Regions from separate parts of the Mus musculus genome. Here regions 2, 3 and 4 are each linked to region 1. Evidence: chromatin contacts called from public Hi-C and HiCAR-type data. All regions are on one chromosome and are shown on one strand. Each heading gives the region's core, a stretch centred on a gene start, on an enhancer-like site or on the middle of the called end of the contact. The rest is flanking DNA. Distances are from core to core; before and after follow the strand shown.

Region 1 (4,110 bases), core at 1,451-3,950:
TGCCTCACGCAAAATCTGCAACTGATTTAAAGTTAAGAAGTTATTGGCCCTAATTAGTAAAGTGAGTTCATCAATGAAATATCCCTTTCAGAAGGACACAGCCAAGTGAAGTTATTCTGAAGTCAAGGCTGCCACTGACGCTTCCCACCACACAAGGTCCACGGGAGAGCATTTCATATCAAAACCAGGGTCCTGAAAAATCTCATCTGCAGTTATTATTGATTTGTGTGTGTGTGTGTGTGTGTGTGTGTGTGTGTGTGTGTGTGTGTGATATATATCAACTTATTTAACTATATTTGTTATATAAGTTGATATATGTCAATTATATATAGTGCCTGTGTCATTGATTTGAGAACAAGGGGGCATAGAAAAGAATTACATTGACAAGCCCATTTTTATATAACACATTGGATAGGATATTATGGCAAATACCACATCACCTGCACCATGTTTCTTTTACAGGCACACGCTGCTCATAGGACAGGCCTCTAAACAGTGGTGACAGAATTGATCTCTTAGCTTCTGAACTTTAAAAGCTGAGAATTTGGCCTGAAGAATAGAACAAGATTTCCCTCCCCTCCCTGCCTGTACTCAGATGAAACAATGTTCTTCAGTGATATTCTCAATTAAAGAATGGCTCAAACCCACGATGACTAAATGTGGTCCTATGATCCCAGACTAGATTCTAAAGAGGAAGCTGTGGGAACAAACAACTCAGGGTTTGGTTTTGCCTGATGTCCATGGATGTAGTATTACTTTCTGACACAATTCCTGACATAAAGAAAAGAGATAGGTGAGCACAGCTGTACAACTGTAGTCCCAGCTACAGATGCCTGGGGGTCTGAGACAGGAGGATAATTTGAACCCAGCAATTCATGGTCAACCTAGACAAACTAGTAAAACTGAATGTTTGAAAAGAAAAAGAGCTCATGCGAATCAGAGTTCTGGGGCCTCGACACCCCACCCAGCAAGGCTCAAGGCTGCTGAGGATGGCAGACTGCATTATATATCAGAGAAGCAGGTGTGCGGAAGAGACCCAGATCACACATGCAGGGAGATCTCACTTTAACAGATGATCTCAGGATTCTTAAACCACTGCCCAGCAATAACTCCCTCCTGGGTGATGACCTCATAGCCCCAAACGCTTTTTAAAGGATGTATGACTTAACATTGCTACTTAGGGGACCAAGCCTCAAAATGAGTCTTACTGAGGACAAATAACACTTAATTTTTAATTTGTATGATTATCGTCACGTGTGGAGTGGCATGTATGCCGTGGTGGGTATGTGAGGTCGGAAGAAATTTGTGGGGTCAGTTCTCTCCTACCTTTACCTGGAGATAAATTGTCATGAATTTGAAAGGAAGATGTCATGACGTCATGACGTAGGAAAGCAAGTCTTTTGATTCAGGAAAAATATAAGTCTGTGTGTGTGTGTGTGTGTGTGTGTGTGTGTGTGTGTGTGAAGTAACCAAGGCCAAATATAAGCTATTTCTGGACTTAAATAATGGTTGAGTTTCTTAAACACACATTTTAAGGTAGAATTAAAGGAAGAGAAAGGCAGGTGCCTGGCTATGGTAGTGGCTGCTTTATTCTAGCGCTCTGAAGACACAGAAGCAGGCAGACGTCTTTGAGTTCCAGGCTCATCCCCTGATTCCAGGGTTTGACCTGCCCCTCTAGGAAAACTGGGGGAAAGAAATGCTCACTCTACCAGGTTTAAATCAGGAAAAGACTCAGTTTAGTCACAAAGTCCTGAGTTTATGTTGTTGTATTTTATTTCCACCCAAAAGAATTGATCCTACGGATTGGTGCGAAGCTAGGTTTTTAAGAAAACCAAACAGTGATCAAGTTCTTATACATCTGTAATTTCTGTAGCATGTCACTCTACTCACAGAACCAACACTTTTTCTTCCAACAAACAGATTCTTCTGGCTGTTAGGAATGACTCAGGACTTTGGGCATTGGTGATTTAACCTTTATTTTGTTCTCAGGAATCCCTTTTGATCAGTACTAATGGACTGGGGCAAGAAAGGAAGAGGTGGTGACTCACATTTATGAGTTCCAAATGCAAGGGCTAGGCTTTTTGTCTTCCAGCAGCCAAATTCCACTTCTGGGATGTGCCTCTTTGGTAAAATGGCAAACGATTTTTTAAACTGACAAATATTTTTTTTAAACTAGCATGTTGCAAGGCTTTCTGACACAAGAATTCAGGGTTGGTGATTGCAGTGTTCCCCTGAACTCTGGCAAAGCACCCTGTACATATACTCTTAATATTTTAGATGAAGCGTAAGTTGTGTTTTAAATGTCAGCCCTCTGAAAGAGCCTAGACATATTCCGTGTAGTTTGTGTCATGAAGCTAGATCTTTCCTTGGCAGCAGTCAAGGTGTGGATTCTTATAACATCAAGATAAGAATCTCTTCTGTGTAGATTTTTAGTTCCCTCGGGGATTCAAAGATCAAGTTGCTTGTAGACCCCGTGGAATTTGCAGAAAAAGCAACTCTAATCTTGACATCTGTAATTAACATTTTATCTTATTCCAAAAATTCATTTTGCTGGCAACTCAGCAGCTCTTTGGAGCTGAATAATGATCTTCCCACAGCATATCCCACACGCATCTCCATCCCGAGTGTGGGTGGAGTGTGTGGAACTCTCTCAGGGCCTCCCTTCTTGGGCAATGTGTCACGCTCTCGTTCTTGTTATGCAATGCTTACGAACACCCAAGTTTCCATTCACTCAGTCTCCCCGCAGGCTTTGTAAGCTCAGCGAACACTTGCCAGGCTCCTGACCGACGCATACACACACTGAGAGCGCAGGATCGACTGGAGGCTGTGAAAACATGCGTGAGCAACACTGTTCTTCGATGTGTGAAAATTTCTCGGTTACAGAGAACAGTTAAGAGTTGTCTCTTCCTTGTTGTTCACTCGGGCAAAAGCAAGTTAAATAAACCGGAACTCAGCACACAGGAACTTTGTTGTGACTAAGACACATTTCCGTGTTACTCCTTACTCCAGTGCTCTCCCACACACTTACAACTGTGCACACGTGCCTGTAGGGTGCCAATCTATACTATCACCCAAATGTAAAGAGAATCCGTCTCCCCTGAGAAGGATCATTTGTTGACTTGGCTAAGTGGCAGTATTGTAAATCTTTCATGGATTCAACAAATCTTTCTTGAAGTTTCTGGGGCCCAGTAACTTCACGGGGGGGGGGGGGGGGGGTCCGGGGGGGGGGAGGCAACATAGTAAACGACAGAGAATGGATCCCACTGCCTCCAACAGGCCAGTGAGTGAGGGCACGGAGGGAACATAGTTCGAAATTAATAAAATAATGATTAGAGGGTGAATGAGTTGAGGGGGAACCAGAAGAGTGTGCTTTCACACAGGTATTGGGATGCACCGGGCCGAAGGATCAAAGAACACTCCAGTGGTCCTGTCTTTTGAGCTGGGGCTGAATCACAGATGTTTAGGTTATAACAACATGCTTGAGTTTTAGGTTTCTTTTTTCCCCCCGTTGGCCATTAAAAAAAATCTCCTTCATTTAAGTCAAGTGTTCATGATATAGCTCTTGCAAGTTTGACTCGGCTTTCACCTGCCTCAATTTTAAGTTTCATTTTAAATTGCCCTTATATTACTGAATTTCATTTTGGAGTTAAGTGGCAAATCTAGACCCATTAGTTATAAGTGATACAAAAATACCCAAAAGATGTTCCTGCAGGGACTGAGCTGGCCTTTTAGACAAAAATAATGAGTTCATTGCTGTGCCAGCTGCCACAGGCTCACACATCTCAGCTGCTGCCAGCATCTCACGTCTTCCCACAAAAGGACTGCTCAGGTGCGGGCACTCTTACACTCCCGTCTGCTATGGGTTCATCAGGCTGCAGTCCCCATGCGCAGGGTTAGGGGCAGCCACACTTCTTACCAGGAAGCTTGTCTGTGAGGTGCTGATGCTTATTCTTCTCATACATCACAACACATAACCCTTGCGATTTATGATTGGAATCAACAGAGATGACTGCCTGCCGATGACCCCATGCAGAGTTCTGAAGTGTGTCAAATAATCACTAGTTGTGCAATCTCGTGACAATCATTACTCTCCTTAAATGCCCATTTTTT
Region 2 (4,416 bases), core at 1,424-3,923, 260 kb before region 1:
CGAAGAACAGTTCCACAACGCCCCATTAGAGTCTTTGAGGGCCCGATGGGTGGCGAAGGGCTGTTGGTGGGCTGCCCTTAAACCCGAGGTGGCCCTGACCCTGCTTGTCCTTAAAAGGCTCCAGTCTTAGAAAGACACTAAGAGCTCAGCCTTGGTAGCTCTGTCTCAAGCATGCCCTTACAGCAGTGACCAACGCTACACTAGGCAACCACAGACGTGGCAGAGCAGCACCTACTTTGCCCATGATGGGCAGTCACCATGGCTATAGCAAGAGGGACCCCTGGGAATGCCTGGATTCAGGTCTTTATCAATTGTCTACAGCTGCAGAGCGAAGGAGATGTCCCAAGTCCTCAGGGTCTCCAGGGGGAGTGGCTGGTGGCATACTGGCTGCAGGTGTTGAAAACTTCCGACTAGCCAGAAGAGAGGGGCCCGCTGTTCTGATCCTCCCAAGCTGACTCTGTGATTCTGACTACGGAAAATAATGACCCCAAGTAAAAAGAGCTGGTGTTAAAGCAAGATGAATGATGGCAGTATATACCAACAGCAGAGGCAACCTGGTGCTACAGGAAGACTCAAACCCAGCCAGGCCCTCTCATGACGGTCTGTTTATAGAGATCTTGGCCCAAACTGACTCTGGTTCTAAGGAGTCTACAGACTGGTGGGAGACCTGGGCTTAGAAGCCTGGCAGGCTGGGACTAACCGGTTACATGACCATGGATGCAGGACAGATGGGATGAGGCCGAGTAATGAGTATTGGCTATGTAAGAAATAGGACCGTGGGAGGTTCAAGGAAGAAGGGAAATGCAACATGTCTCAGGGAAGCACCCACTAAACATTTATCATCTCACTAACTCGTCTGCAGCATTCATGTGAGAAGGGGAACTTAGTTTATACATACCTAAAAATACCATTTAAATGAGATTTTTCACAAATAGGGTCTAATACAAAACCTGAATGAAGGTGTGGATGCCTGGATTCCAGCCCCTTTCTCTGGTGGCATATTTGCCCTGTTTTATTGGGCAGGTCGGTTTGCATTTCTGATCCTAATTTCCTGGTGTTAATGAAGACTCAGGGCCAGCCCTCCAGAATTTCTACAGTCTAAACAACAGAACAATCACTGCACTTTGAAAACAACAAACAAAAGAAAACACCCAGAATAAAGAAAGCATTTCTAGGAAGTCTCTGCCTAGACAGCCAAGAAGAAGAAAGGGGGAGGTGTGGGGAGGCGGTAGGGGTGATAACAGTGGTGGGCAGCTAGGACAACCCGGCTCTTTCCTGACCTGAAGTAGGCAGGACTGAAGAAGACCCGTATGCTAACCCTGAGACAGGCTGGGTAGAGAGCAACTGGGCAGTGCAATGGCTGGAATTGTGACTAGGGCAAGCCTTCACCCACTCAGAGGCTCCAGCTCCCTCCACCACCAGGGCTCCATACTCCCTCACCCCGCCCCCAACTGTGGACTAAAAGGAGCCCACCCCCGGAGGCCAAATTTTGAATTTGGTCGTGAGGATCAAAATGATAAATCTTTCCAAAACGCTGACATAAGAAAAGTAAATATTTGGTTGCACAATTGGGGTTAAAACGAGGGTCAATCCACCCCACTCTCCAAGAGCCTCTCCGCTAGCTGCCAACCCCAGGATCCGAGGCTGAGTGCGGTTTGTAAGATTATAGCGCTAGGTCTCATTTAAAGGGCTGTCAGCATTTCCATTCTCCGGCCCGTTTGGGGAGGCATTTATAACCCGGCCATAAAAAATTCACCCGGGCTGCAACTTGGCATCCCCAATGCTGCACTCCAGGCAGGGAGGGTGTTGAGAGCACCCACTCAGAATCCGTCCGGTTTTTCAGAAGTTAAGACCTCTTTCGTACACACTCAACTTTCCTAGCAAGGACAGCCACACAGCAGCTGGCCCATTCTGATCTCCAGGAGGGTCGCAGGTTTTTTTTTTGGGGGGGGGGCGAGGGGGTCCGGGAAGGAGGCTCTCAGGTCTCTGCGATCGAAACTCCCCATCTCCGTCTAGCTTGCTACCTCGCCTCTCCCTCTTTAAGAAGCAAGGGGTAATGGACCCCTCATACCCAACCCCAAACCTTGAGACCACCACGCTCTCTGACACCCCCCCACTCCTCCGCGCTAGCCTTCTGCTAGCTTTATTCTCCCGATCTGTCAGCGGATAAGCCCCCGGTGCCCTCAACCAGGGAGGCACTACGCGGTCCCATCGCGGGGGCAACTCGTACACTTCTCTCCACACCTGCCCAAAGCCACGCCACCCCCAACTTATTGAGCGTGTCTGACAGCAGGGGTAGGGGAGTAGGGATCGTCCCCCATGCACCGGAGAGGAAAGAAGGACCTGCGCCCTGAGGGCGACTCTGTAGGAGCCAGCCGGGTGGGTGGCCTGAGCGGGCGGGCGGGGTGGGTACTCACAGGCGCTCTGCGTTGCGGGGGATGCCCCGAGGAACGGCGCGCAGGCCCAGCCCGTGGCAGTCCACGCTAGCGGCGGAGCAGGTACACTTGGTGGGGCAGGCGGCAGCAGGGGGTCCGCTCAGGATGCTCGCAAGCGCCAAGCCCAGCGCCAGGCGGGCGCGCACAGCGGCGCCGGCCCCGGTCCGGCCGAGGGCCATGGTGCACAAGCGCCCGCACCCAGAGGAGGATGCCTGGCGAGGCGGGACACGAGGAGCCCGAGGAGGCGCGCGGGCGGCCTGGGGGGCGGGCGGCGGAGTTAGCGCGGAGGAGGGGCGGGCGCGGCGCTCAGGCGCACGGGGTGCGGGCGGAGCGGGGCGCGCCGGGCGGCGGCGGCAGCAGCTCCATCCGTGGGGCTGGCGCTGCCCCGCTGCGCATCACTCACGGTGCCCAGGTACCGAGCGCCCTCGGGTCCCTCTGGGTCGCCGGTAGAGGTGAGGGCTCTGTCTGGGTCCTGGACTGAGCGCCAGGGAGCACCGTGCCCCGGGAAGTCCGGCTCAGGGCTGGGCTGCGGAGCACAGAGGCGGCTGGGGCACGGAGTGGTCCGGAGAGCTAGCCGGCGCTCGCTTTCTCCATTCACTGAGCAGGGTAGACACCGGAGACGCGGGGCCCGGCCCCTCCCGCCCCCCTCCCAAAACACCAGCTCCGCCTCCCATTGGCTGCGCTGAGCGTCACGTCGACTAAGTTGGGAACTTTGCTGGAGCAACCAAGAGCCTGTAGGGAGGAGGCAGCAGGGGAGCTAGAGAGACCCAACTGGGAAGGAAAGGGACTTGGCCAGCCCGGGCCGCCAGGAAAGAAACATTGAAATTCATTTATTCTTGGGAGCCAAGAACTGATAAACCTCGTGGCTTCATTTTTTTTTTTTAATTCAGTCACCGAGCTGGATACAGAATACCCACATGGGAGCATCAGAAACTAGGCTTCATGTTTTAGGTGAAAGAGTCAAAGTTGGACTAAGTGAAATGATTATCCGAGACCATACAGCTACTAGGCATTCTGTACCCTGACACATTTATCCGTGGAAACTTTGCCCCTACCCTAATTAGTGTTCACAGCTAAGGCCAACAACTATTTCCTAGAGGACTTACAGATTAGAGAACACTACACAGACACACAGTCACAGTCAGTCAGTCAGTCAGTCAGTCAGTCTGTCTGTCTATCTCTCTGTCTCTCTCTCTCTCTGTAGTAAATGTAAGAACTTGGACCCCGGTATTGACACCATCACTTCATCTGCTTCCTGTCTAGGGGACTAAGGGGCAATCATGTCACCTGCGGACCTTTATTTCCTTATTTCAAGGTGCCACCGTTCTGACAGACTTCCCTTGCACATCAAAGAAAAGAACGTGATTTTATAAAATAGTGCAGTAGCATGCAAGGGACCTATTCCCCATCCCCCTCCTCCCCAGCCTTGCCTTCATTCTGCCAGTGCCTGCTCTAAATTGGCTGGTCTGAGCTTTTCCAGATGCCGGTGGGGAAGGGCCATGTTACAGGCTCCATACATACTTGTAGGAATGATGTTGTTTGTTTGTTTGAAGGGAAGGGGCAGGAACTGGAGGAAATATTGCCCAGACTTCCTTGAGATCCTCTTGTACTGGAAAGGTCTGAAATAGCCTTGGTTTTACACACACACACACACACACACACACACACACACACACACACACTACACCCCCCCACACCCCTATACTCTTAACTATAAAACACATGCACTTTCACACACAAAAAATATGCAGTCACATACAGAGAAGAACATGTATGTTCACATACCACTAACCACTATGCGCCTGAGAACTCTCTTTTCCCTCATATGAATGCTACTCAGATTCTTCTATTTTCCTTAAAGGAAACTTTTAGCTACTTGACTACACACTGTAAATATATAGCTGAGGTGCAAATTTTATTTTATTATAGCTAGCATATTTTCAGAGACTTAGCTCTAAGGACTCAATTGCCCCCCAGCTCC
Region 3 (4,081 bases), core at 1,413-3,912, 450 kb before region 1:
CCTAGGGCCCTGCAGGCTACTGGGAAAAGGCTGTGATGTTCTCTAACCCCCCAGTCCAAGTTTATTCTTAGGAGAAGTTATTTTTAGAAATATAACAGAAGTGATAATAAAACCAAAAGATAAAGACAAAGAAATCACAGTACAAAACCCCTTCCCATGGCAACAGCACTTCTGAACTGGGAATTTCTGGCTCACTCAAGAGTGAGCAAGACCTGTCAGAGGGATGCAGCGGGGGGGGGGGGGGGGGGGGTGATAATCACATAAACAACCAGGACTTCTTTCAAAGAATCCAGACTGTGTGCCCTGCCTGCTCCTCCTGTACTTGCACAAGCATCTCCAGGGCATTCTGAGGACACAGATACCGCTCCCTTCCTCCGAGATGCTGAGGGAATCCACAGGCTCAGCATTTGGAACATGTCTGTCTGTCTGTCTAGGTTGTGGCTCAGTCAACCTTGTACTTTGGCTCAGTGATAAGGGCTAAAGACCTCTGTTGTCACTTCCCACACACAGGCTGTGTCTTCTCCATCTTCCTCCTTGCTGGTCACCTCTGGGTTCAAGGTCCTTCTGGAAGGAAGAGTGAGGAAAAATCCCCGTGGGTTAGAAATTTCTAGAAACTTCCAGAAATTTTTTTCCTAGTGTTCTCATATGGTTCTGTGTATGGTGTGCTCCTTCATTTCCCGAGAAACCTTGCAGGCTTCTTCCCACAGCAGGTTGGCAAGAACGAGTGTGGGTCTTTATTACTGTTCTCCTGTGGTCCAGGTAAGGTGTGCTAAGGACATGTTATATTCCCTACTGCTCTCTTCAACTCCCCCCACCCCCCGGCCCTGTGCAGCGTCTCCCCCTTCACTGTCTGCCCATGCTGGTGAACCCTTCCTTCTCTCTGGGTACCAGTGTCCACTCACCCTGACTCTGCACGTCCTTGAGAGCTCCATCCGACATCAGGAATCCTGCACATGCTGTCTGCTAAAGGCCTGAGCAGAGACCTCCTGCCTGAACTCTCAGATTACCTCAAAGGTGACACCGTCAGGACTGGCCATCTAAAAGTGCATTTCCATGGCTTGATTCCCTGTATTCACTTGGGTGGTGGGTTGCCTACACATAGAGGAACAGTGAAGGATCAGACAATGGGCTGGAAGGTAAGCTAAGAGGTAGCGAGCCAGCAGTTCCTCCAGGACGCTTTCTCTATCTGCACTTCCAGACGGAACTGGAAATCTTTACAGGCAGAAAATGGCCCCTAAAGCTACGTGCAACCCCTAATCCTCAGAACCTCTGACTATGACCTTACTTGACCAAAGAGTAAATGTTATTTACCTTAGCTCATAAAAGATGTGATTACCACGGGCAGTGGGTCTCTTCTTTCCTTCTTTCCTAACGCTGTGATCCTTGAATACACATCCTCATTGTTCAGGTGACACCTGGCCATACAACTATTTTCATTACTACCTCACAGCTGTAATTTTGCTACTGTTATGAATCGTAATGTAAATACTTGATAGTCAGGATGTCTGGGATGTGACCCCATGGGGGTCTCGACCTACAGGTTGAGAACCGATGGCTTAACTGTTCAAGAGGGGCTGCTTCTCCCTGCATTTCTGGATGGATGCTGGGGGGCTGTCTTGTGTGTGATCATTAGAGAGGAGACGCACATATGCAAATGTGTTCTGAAGCAAGAACAAGACAGACTGAATCGGCGTAGCCACAGGCCATGAGGTGATGCTCACGGCCCCAGACCCTGAAAGAAGTGAGGAACAAATTCTCTCCTAGAGACTCCAGAGGGATAGCTACAGGTTTGCACAAGAAGCAAATGGCACCCTCCACTGTGACCCCCTAGAGGCCCACTGTCCCTTAATGCTGAGGCAAACCATGGTGCTACCTTGTGTGTCCCACCGCTGATCTCCTTGAGGGAGGGACTACATCTAGGAGACATGATTCTTCATCTCTCAGCAGACCCACTGGCAAAGAGTTTATTTCTTATTTCAGGTGTTGTCCAAATAAAGGGCTGAAGAAAGGGCTCGGCAGTTAAGAGTGCTTATTGCTCTTGCAGAGGACCAGAGTTTGGGCCTCGCCACGCTTTCAGTCGGCTTGTATACATCTGTAATCCTGCTCCGGGGAAATCCGATGTCCCGTACTAGCCTTTGTGCAGATGTCCACACGAGTGCACACATATGCTGACACGAACACATAAAGTATAAAATCTCTCTACAAATGCAAACAAATTATCATGTTTTCAGCCATCAGCTTAATCCTGCTCATCTCTCCTCTATAAACCAGCCTTTTAGCCAAGGCTTGGCAAAGGACACATGTCCTCTGCTCCGCCTCCCAACAGCATTGCTGGTCCCACTCTTCCTTTCCATTTAGTCTGTGACCTTTAGACATAATGGTAAGCCCCAGAAAACAAAAGGGTTCTTCCATCTGGCTTCTCTCGAGTCACACAACTCACGAAGCAGTGGGCCAGCCAGGTCAAAGTTCTTCCATAGTCCCCTGCATTAACAAGCTGGAAGCTAAACAGCTCAGTGTCTTACAGCATTTTCCTGAGCAGTTAATTAACGAGGGGATAAGCTACCTTGACAATCACAGAAGCAGGCAGCCTGGTCAAGAGGGATGGGATTAGTTTCCAGGGAGACCATAGGGAAGTGACAAGGAGAGCGGACTTGATGGAGGCTGTGGCTCCCTCAGCACTATGCCTTGCCCAGTTCTCTTTTCCACAGGGCAGAGCAGACGTGGGCCACGCCTAAGGCAAGGCTGGGTTGGCCTGATAATTAGTTGTCACTCAGTACGCAGGATGAATTTAAAGGCTGCACACAGATGGTGTGGGACAGACTGAGGGCCTACTGGAAGGCACAGTGTCTGAGCTGATGGCCCAGGTTGGTAACACATTCCAGAGAGCTCAATGAATGATCCAGAAATGTGACTCCACAGTGGGTGGGGCTGGTAACCTCAGGGAGATGCAGTAGTTGTTAAGGCCAGGGGAACCAGTCACGAGGAATGGCGTCATCTGTAGGATAGGCCAAATAGACCATCCTGCCCTGTCCTGCCCTGCCCTGCTCTGTCCTGGCCTGTTCCATTTTCATCATTTTTATTTAGTGCCAGAGAAAAGCCACTGAATAATCCAAAATGGGACCAGGAAGGATTTTAACAGGAGACCCAAGTTTGGTCCTCAACAGCCACGTCAGGCAGCTCACTTTGGCTTCAGAAGAATCTAATGCTAATCTGATCTCTACGGCTACCTGTGGTCACGTGTATATGCTACCTATCCTATGTGCCTACCTATACACACACACATACACACACACACACACACACACACACACACACAGAGAGAGAGAGAGAGAGAGAGAGATTTAAAATAATTTGTTAAAACATTAAAAACTAGATGGGCACTTTTCCAGCCTCCCTTGCAGCTAGGAAATAGTCACATGACCTAGACTCAGCTGTTAGACACACCAGCCTGGGTATTGGAAAGCAGTGCCAGCCAGCACGGAGGCTCATGACATTGAATCACTTGTATGACGTAAGAGAGATTGGCTTTGTGCCGGAATCCAGACCCAAACTGTTTTTCAAAGCACTTGTCCTAACCAATCGCTCCACCACCTCAAACACTATGCAGATCTGGAGACAACAGACTTGACATAGCAGGGTAGGCAGAATCTTTGCGTTTAGGGTAGAGGTTTTCAAACCTATGACTAAGTCCAGCTTGGCACTGTTTTCTCAGAAAGAAACCTTGTCTGCTAATTTACATAGAAGACTCCCGGAGATACTGAAAGGTGAGGGGGCTTGAGACCTTTTATAAAGTGGCATACATACCGCATAACCCCCACACAGCCTGCCATTCACTTTAAATCATCTCTGATGTGATAACTAATGCAATTTAAATGCTATGTAAACAGTTGTGCCATATTGCATAGGGAATAATAGCAAGAAAGTTTGTGCTGACTCCGTATAGAGGTACTGCACGTCTAACTATACCATGCACGATAGACAGAGGGGTCAAGGCTCAAATAAGGAGCCCTGGAGAGACTGAGGGTCTGTGATGTAGCAGGACAGGCCCACATGTCACTTGATGCACGTGGCTGTACACAGA
Region 4 (3,861 bases), core at 1,248-3,747, 410 kb before region 1:
AAGCTGCAGGCAAGACCCTAAGACCCCAGCTTAATGAGGCTCCCTGCCTTAAAGAAAGCCCACCCATGTGACTAGGCTTCTAGCAAGGTAACTCCAATTGCATCCTTAGTGTCTGGCCCCATCCATGGGGTACCTTGGGTACCTTTAGCAGAGCTAAAGGCCTTAGATGACCAAGGAGCAGAGGACAATACAATATGGAGATGAAGTATCTTGTTCTTAGGTTACCAGCCCCTCTCAGCTTTGGCGTTCTGGAATAATGTCCCTTCCTTACAGAAAATACAACGAGAACAATAGATTGTACTTAGTGAATTATCCTAGCAAGGGATGAAGCTTTCCATTTTAGAGCACAGAAGAAACGGGGGCATAGAGAGGTAGCATTATTTCTCTACAGACACACAGCTAGCAACAGAACCAGAACACAAGTCCAGGCAGTCTGCAGAGCATTTGCTCTTGATCATAAATAGATTCCTTCTCCAGCATCTACGGATGCTGCCAAATAACAATGACACACTGCTTGGACCAGAATCCTGCTGACTAGTGTCACTGTCTCTCTTTGGAAGGGGGTGCTTTACCACCCCGAGGGAGCCCACCTGCTCTTAGGAGCTACGGGGCTATGACACCTCAGCTTCCCTGATTTCATTTGTTCGCAGCAGCTTGAAGTTCAAAGCCATCTACTATCCGATGACCATAGCAGTCACCCCTGCCTCCTAAAATACTCTTCTCGGCTGCCTACCTGCTCAGATCATCCTCTGGCTCCTGGCCTGCACTGAGATTGTCCAACTCAGCTCCTAAGGCAGCTAGTTCTGTTTTCCCTGCACTCTGGTCTAGAGTCCTGAGCTTTTCCAAGCTTTCTTTGTTACAAGGATTCACCAAGCTGCCATTAACACATATATTTTTTAATCCACAGCACGTGTGTGTGTGTGTGTGTGTGTGTGTATGTGTGTGTGTGTGTGCAAGTTGAGGTCAGAGGTCAACCACAGATGCTGTGCCTCATGGCTGTCTACTTTGTTTTTTGATAAGGTTTCTCACTTCGATCTAGGGTTCATCACTGCCTGGCCTATGAACCCCCTAAGTTCTCCTATCTTCATCTCACCAGTAATGGAATTATAAGCACGCACAACCACACCCCACTTTCAAGCATGAGGACCAATGTGTAATCCCAGAAACATGTCTTTTCCCATTTTTATTATTTTAATTGAGACAAGGTTCCTCCGTGCAATAGCTCTGGCTGTCCTGGAACTCACTTTGTAGACCAGGGTGTGCTGGAACTCACAGAGATCCACCTGCCTCTGCCTCCTGAGTGCTGGGATTAAAGACATGGACTATTATCATGCCCTGTTTTTTTTTTTTTAAATGACCTTTCCATATTGCAGAATCTTAGCATTGTCATTTACTAGCTGGTGACCTTGGATGAGTGGGTTAGCTTCCTTAGTCTTCTGGTCTGTAAAGTGGATATGACCGTCTTTTCTTTGGAGAGCCACTTCCAGCCAACATAGAAGACTACTGGACTCAGTGCCTGACTTAGAGGACTTGTTCCACAAAAGCCCACCACTGGCATCATCACCCGCTGCAGTCAAGCGTCTGGAGAAGACAGCTCTGCCATGTCTTTACGAGCTTCATCTCGAATGGCCTGGCTCAGGGCCATTATTAAAGGCAAAATATACCTGTGACCAGAAAGGTAGACCTCTCACCAGACATGTGGCAAGCCCTGGGCATGAAAGGCTGGTTGAGGATTTGGTGTGTAACAGGCTTGTGACAAGCAAACACTTATTACCTAAGTAGACATTTGATAACAGTTTGTACAGTGTGTGGTGTTAGCACAGCCAGGCAGTTCATCCAGTCCATGACTAACACCGACTTCAAACATCGTTGAAGTACCTGGCCTCTTCACTTCTCTCTAAGGTAGCTTTAGTAACACTAGGCTGAGGGCTGATACCCTCCTGCTATTAGAAAGAGGGGGTCTTGAATAACCTGCCCTAGGTGTTCACTGTCCCTGGTCCTTGGGTTTCTTAAGAGCTGGAGTCTCCCTCCTTTATCACACCAGACACCTAATGTCGTGAAAGTAAAGGAGAATGTCTTTCTCTTTCCTTTTCTGTCTTCTGCAGGGATGCCACTTCTAAAGCTTAAAGGAAGTCCCCCGTGCTTCTTGGAGAAAGAGTTCCCATAAATATACCCCTGTTTAGTTCAGCAGGTCAAGGGAGTGTGCCGCAGCTTGAGAAAGCACCCTGCTCCAGCTGCACTCCCCTTCCACAGAGCTCCAAGTAGGGAGGATTCAAGGCTCTCTGGGATGCTATTGTTCACGTTCAGGGTCAGAACTGTTCAGGCCTGTTTTGTTGCTGAAAAACCCTAGTGGATTCTAGAAAAACAGAGCCAGCTCCTGGAGCGGCGCTCAAGTCGTATTTAACCAATTTAACTTTGCAAACTGCTCCAACCACACAGCACATGCTCAGGCCGCTGCCCCGCGTCTCTCTTTAAAAGGCCGGAGAGGAAATAAAAATGAATGATGACAAACTGTCCACATGGGTAGAAAAACAGAATAGCCCGAACGCTCCAGGGCAGGAACTGACACAATTTAATTAACTATTTGGAATAAACACACTTGGCCCTGCAAGTGAGGCCCTTTGTTTGCTCTCACAAAATAATGCACTTAATAAGCCCGAGATGAGACTTTCTGGAGATTAATTAAATGCAAGACCTTGGTTTGAAATGTTAGGAGTGGCCGAGAAGGTGAAGCATTTGCCTTGCACATTGTTCGGGAGACGTTGTCATCTCACATACAGAGTCCCCGACCTTGGTTAAGTGTGGTATGAAAATCGTTCCTAATTGTGATTTGGCACTGATGCTCTCTATAAAATGTGTATTTGTGAAATAGCCTAATGAATGTTTAACAAGGAGTCGCAGTGGATAAAATTTAAAGAGTGGCAGCAGTAGAGCTGACGTATTTAATTATAACCTGGAAGTTGGAAGCTGTTCTCTAAGAAGTAATGGCGTGTGTGACTGGCAATTTCATGTAAAAAAAAAAAATCAAAATAATCACAACATGTGCTATTTGTTGAAAAGCCATTATATCCGGGCCTGATGCTCAGTACACGTCAAACCCTCACAGAAGTCCTGCAAAGGAGCAGCCCCAGTCTCCTCCCACAGTGGAGGAAACCGAGTCGGAGAGGTAAATTGTCTGAAGTGACGGAGGTGGCCTGGAAGGCAGACCTTTCTCACTGTAAAGTTCATGACTCCCAGCTACCTATCACAGAAGAAACACAGCTGGGGCGGTTCTAATCACATGCTAGTTGCATGATAAATTAAGAGGAAATGATACCAGCAAATTTTATTTGATTGCTTATAGAAAGGCATTCTGTAGGCAGTGATTGTTTGGGGAGCAAAACAATTGCACGTGCTCTTGTTAGACGAAAGCACCCAGACTGACCTTAAATGCAAGAACACACCATGGAATTTCGTCTTCCTGAGCTAAGTCTCTGTGATTAATTCCGGCTTCCAAATTCTGTCCCTGTCATCTGCCTGATCCAAGCTGCACTCAGGTTTTTGTCCTCTGAGGGTCCTGCAATTATTGGTCACCAAAAGACACAGACCCCAGAGACCCCCAGGCACTCTCTAGTGGCTATCTAGGAAATGAGGTGCTGAAAGGGGCAACTGAGTACCTCGTGTTGTGGGTGGCTCTCATGGTCGTGCCAGAGGGACAAGGTCTGATGCCAGAGTCAGGAGCGATCAAGAGCCCAGATTATGGAAATCAGCTTTTCAAATCTGCTTATATGAGAGTGTCATGACTAGGGCAGTCTTGGGGAAATAAATGTCCTTAACAATCAAATTCCAGCTCACTCTTCCCTGCAGAGCCAGGACTGACCA

The links. Hi-C and Micro-C count contacts between places; a contact is called where the count stands out from the background. HiCAR-type assays count read pairs that join an accessible place to other places.
Region 2: a contact with region 1 is called in a HiCAR-type map of fibro-adipogenic progenitors, with 4 times the contacts expected there. The contact joins the promoter of Slit3 here to the enhancer-like site in region 1. A contact is called at or near these places in 14 of 39 promoter capture datasets (the 3T3-L1 cell line, 3T3-L1-derived adipocytes, the HPC-7 cell line and 9 more), 8 of 484 Hi-C or Micro-C datasets (astrocytes, embryonic fibroblasts, embryonic stem cells and 5 more), 8 of 115 datasets of contacts at active chromatin or transcription factors (the NIH/3T3 cell line, craniofacial prominence, embryonic forebrain and 5 more) and 2 of 9 other capture datasets (adipose tissue and embryonic stem cells).
Region 3: a HiCAR-type map of fibro-adipogenic progenitors shows a contact between it and region 1, with 3 times the contacts expected there. The contact joins two enhancer-like sites. A contact is called at or near these places in 2 of 484 Hi-C or Micro-C datasets (adipose-derived mesenchymal stem cells and reprogramming fibroblasts) and 2 of 115 datasets of contacts at active chromatin or transcription factors (the NIH/3T3 cell line and fibro-adipogenic progenitors).
Region 4: a Hi-C map of uterus shows a contact between it and region 1, with 2.9 times the contacts expected there. The contact joins two enhancer-like sites. A contact is called at or near these places in 3 of 484 Hi-C or Micro-C datasets (all in uterus) and 1 of 115 datasets of contacts at active chromatin or transcription factors (fibro-adipogenic progenitors).

What each region holds. Positions count from the first base shown.
Region 1 is chr11:34,863,976-34,868,085 of GRCm38.p6, reverse strand. No RefSeq gene overlaps it. Among named protein-coding and RNA genes, the nearest start is that of Gm22022, 24 kb to the right of the region's middle. Within about 2 kb of position 2,700, at least 51 of the 459 cell types and tissues checked have an H3K27ac peak or open chromatin away from gene starts, as enhancers often do. A contact at or near this core is called in 3T3-L1-derived adipocytes, the NIH/3T3 cell line, adipose tissue and 5 more, where this site is marked.
Region 2 is chr11:35,119,713-35,124,128 of GRCm38.p6, reverse strand. Slit3 (slit guidance ligand 3) reads right to left here and starts at 2,673. Exons shown (of 36, transcript NM_011412.3): 1 at 2,418-2,673. The coding sequence starts at 2,614.
Region 3 is chr11:35,316,837-35,320,917 of GRCm38.p6, reverse strand. All of the region lies in intron 4 of Slit3 (slit guidance ligand 3), which reads right to left. Gm46277 (a long non-coding RNA gene) reads right to left here. Exons shown (of 2, transcript XR_003949657.1): 1 at 903-4,081; 2 at 1-564. Among named protein-coding and RNA genes, the nearest start is that of Gm46277, 31 kb to the right of the region's middle. Within about 2 kb of position 2,662, at least 20 of the 459 cell types and tissues checked have an H3K27ac peak or open chromatin away from gene starts, as enhancers often do. A contact at or near this core is called in fibro-adipogenic progenitors, where this site is marked.
Region 4 is chr11:35,272,192-35,276,052 of GRCm38.p6, reverse strand. All of the region lies in intron 4 of Slit3 (slit guidance ligand 3), which reads right to left. Among named protein-coding and RNA genes, the nearest start is that of Gm46277, 14 kb to the left of the region's middle. Within about 2 kb of position 2,497, at least 12 of the 459 cell types and tissues checked have an H3K27ac peak or open chromatin away from gene starts, as enhancers often do. A contact at or near this core is called in uterus, where this site is marked.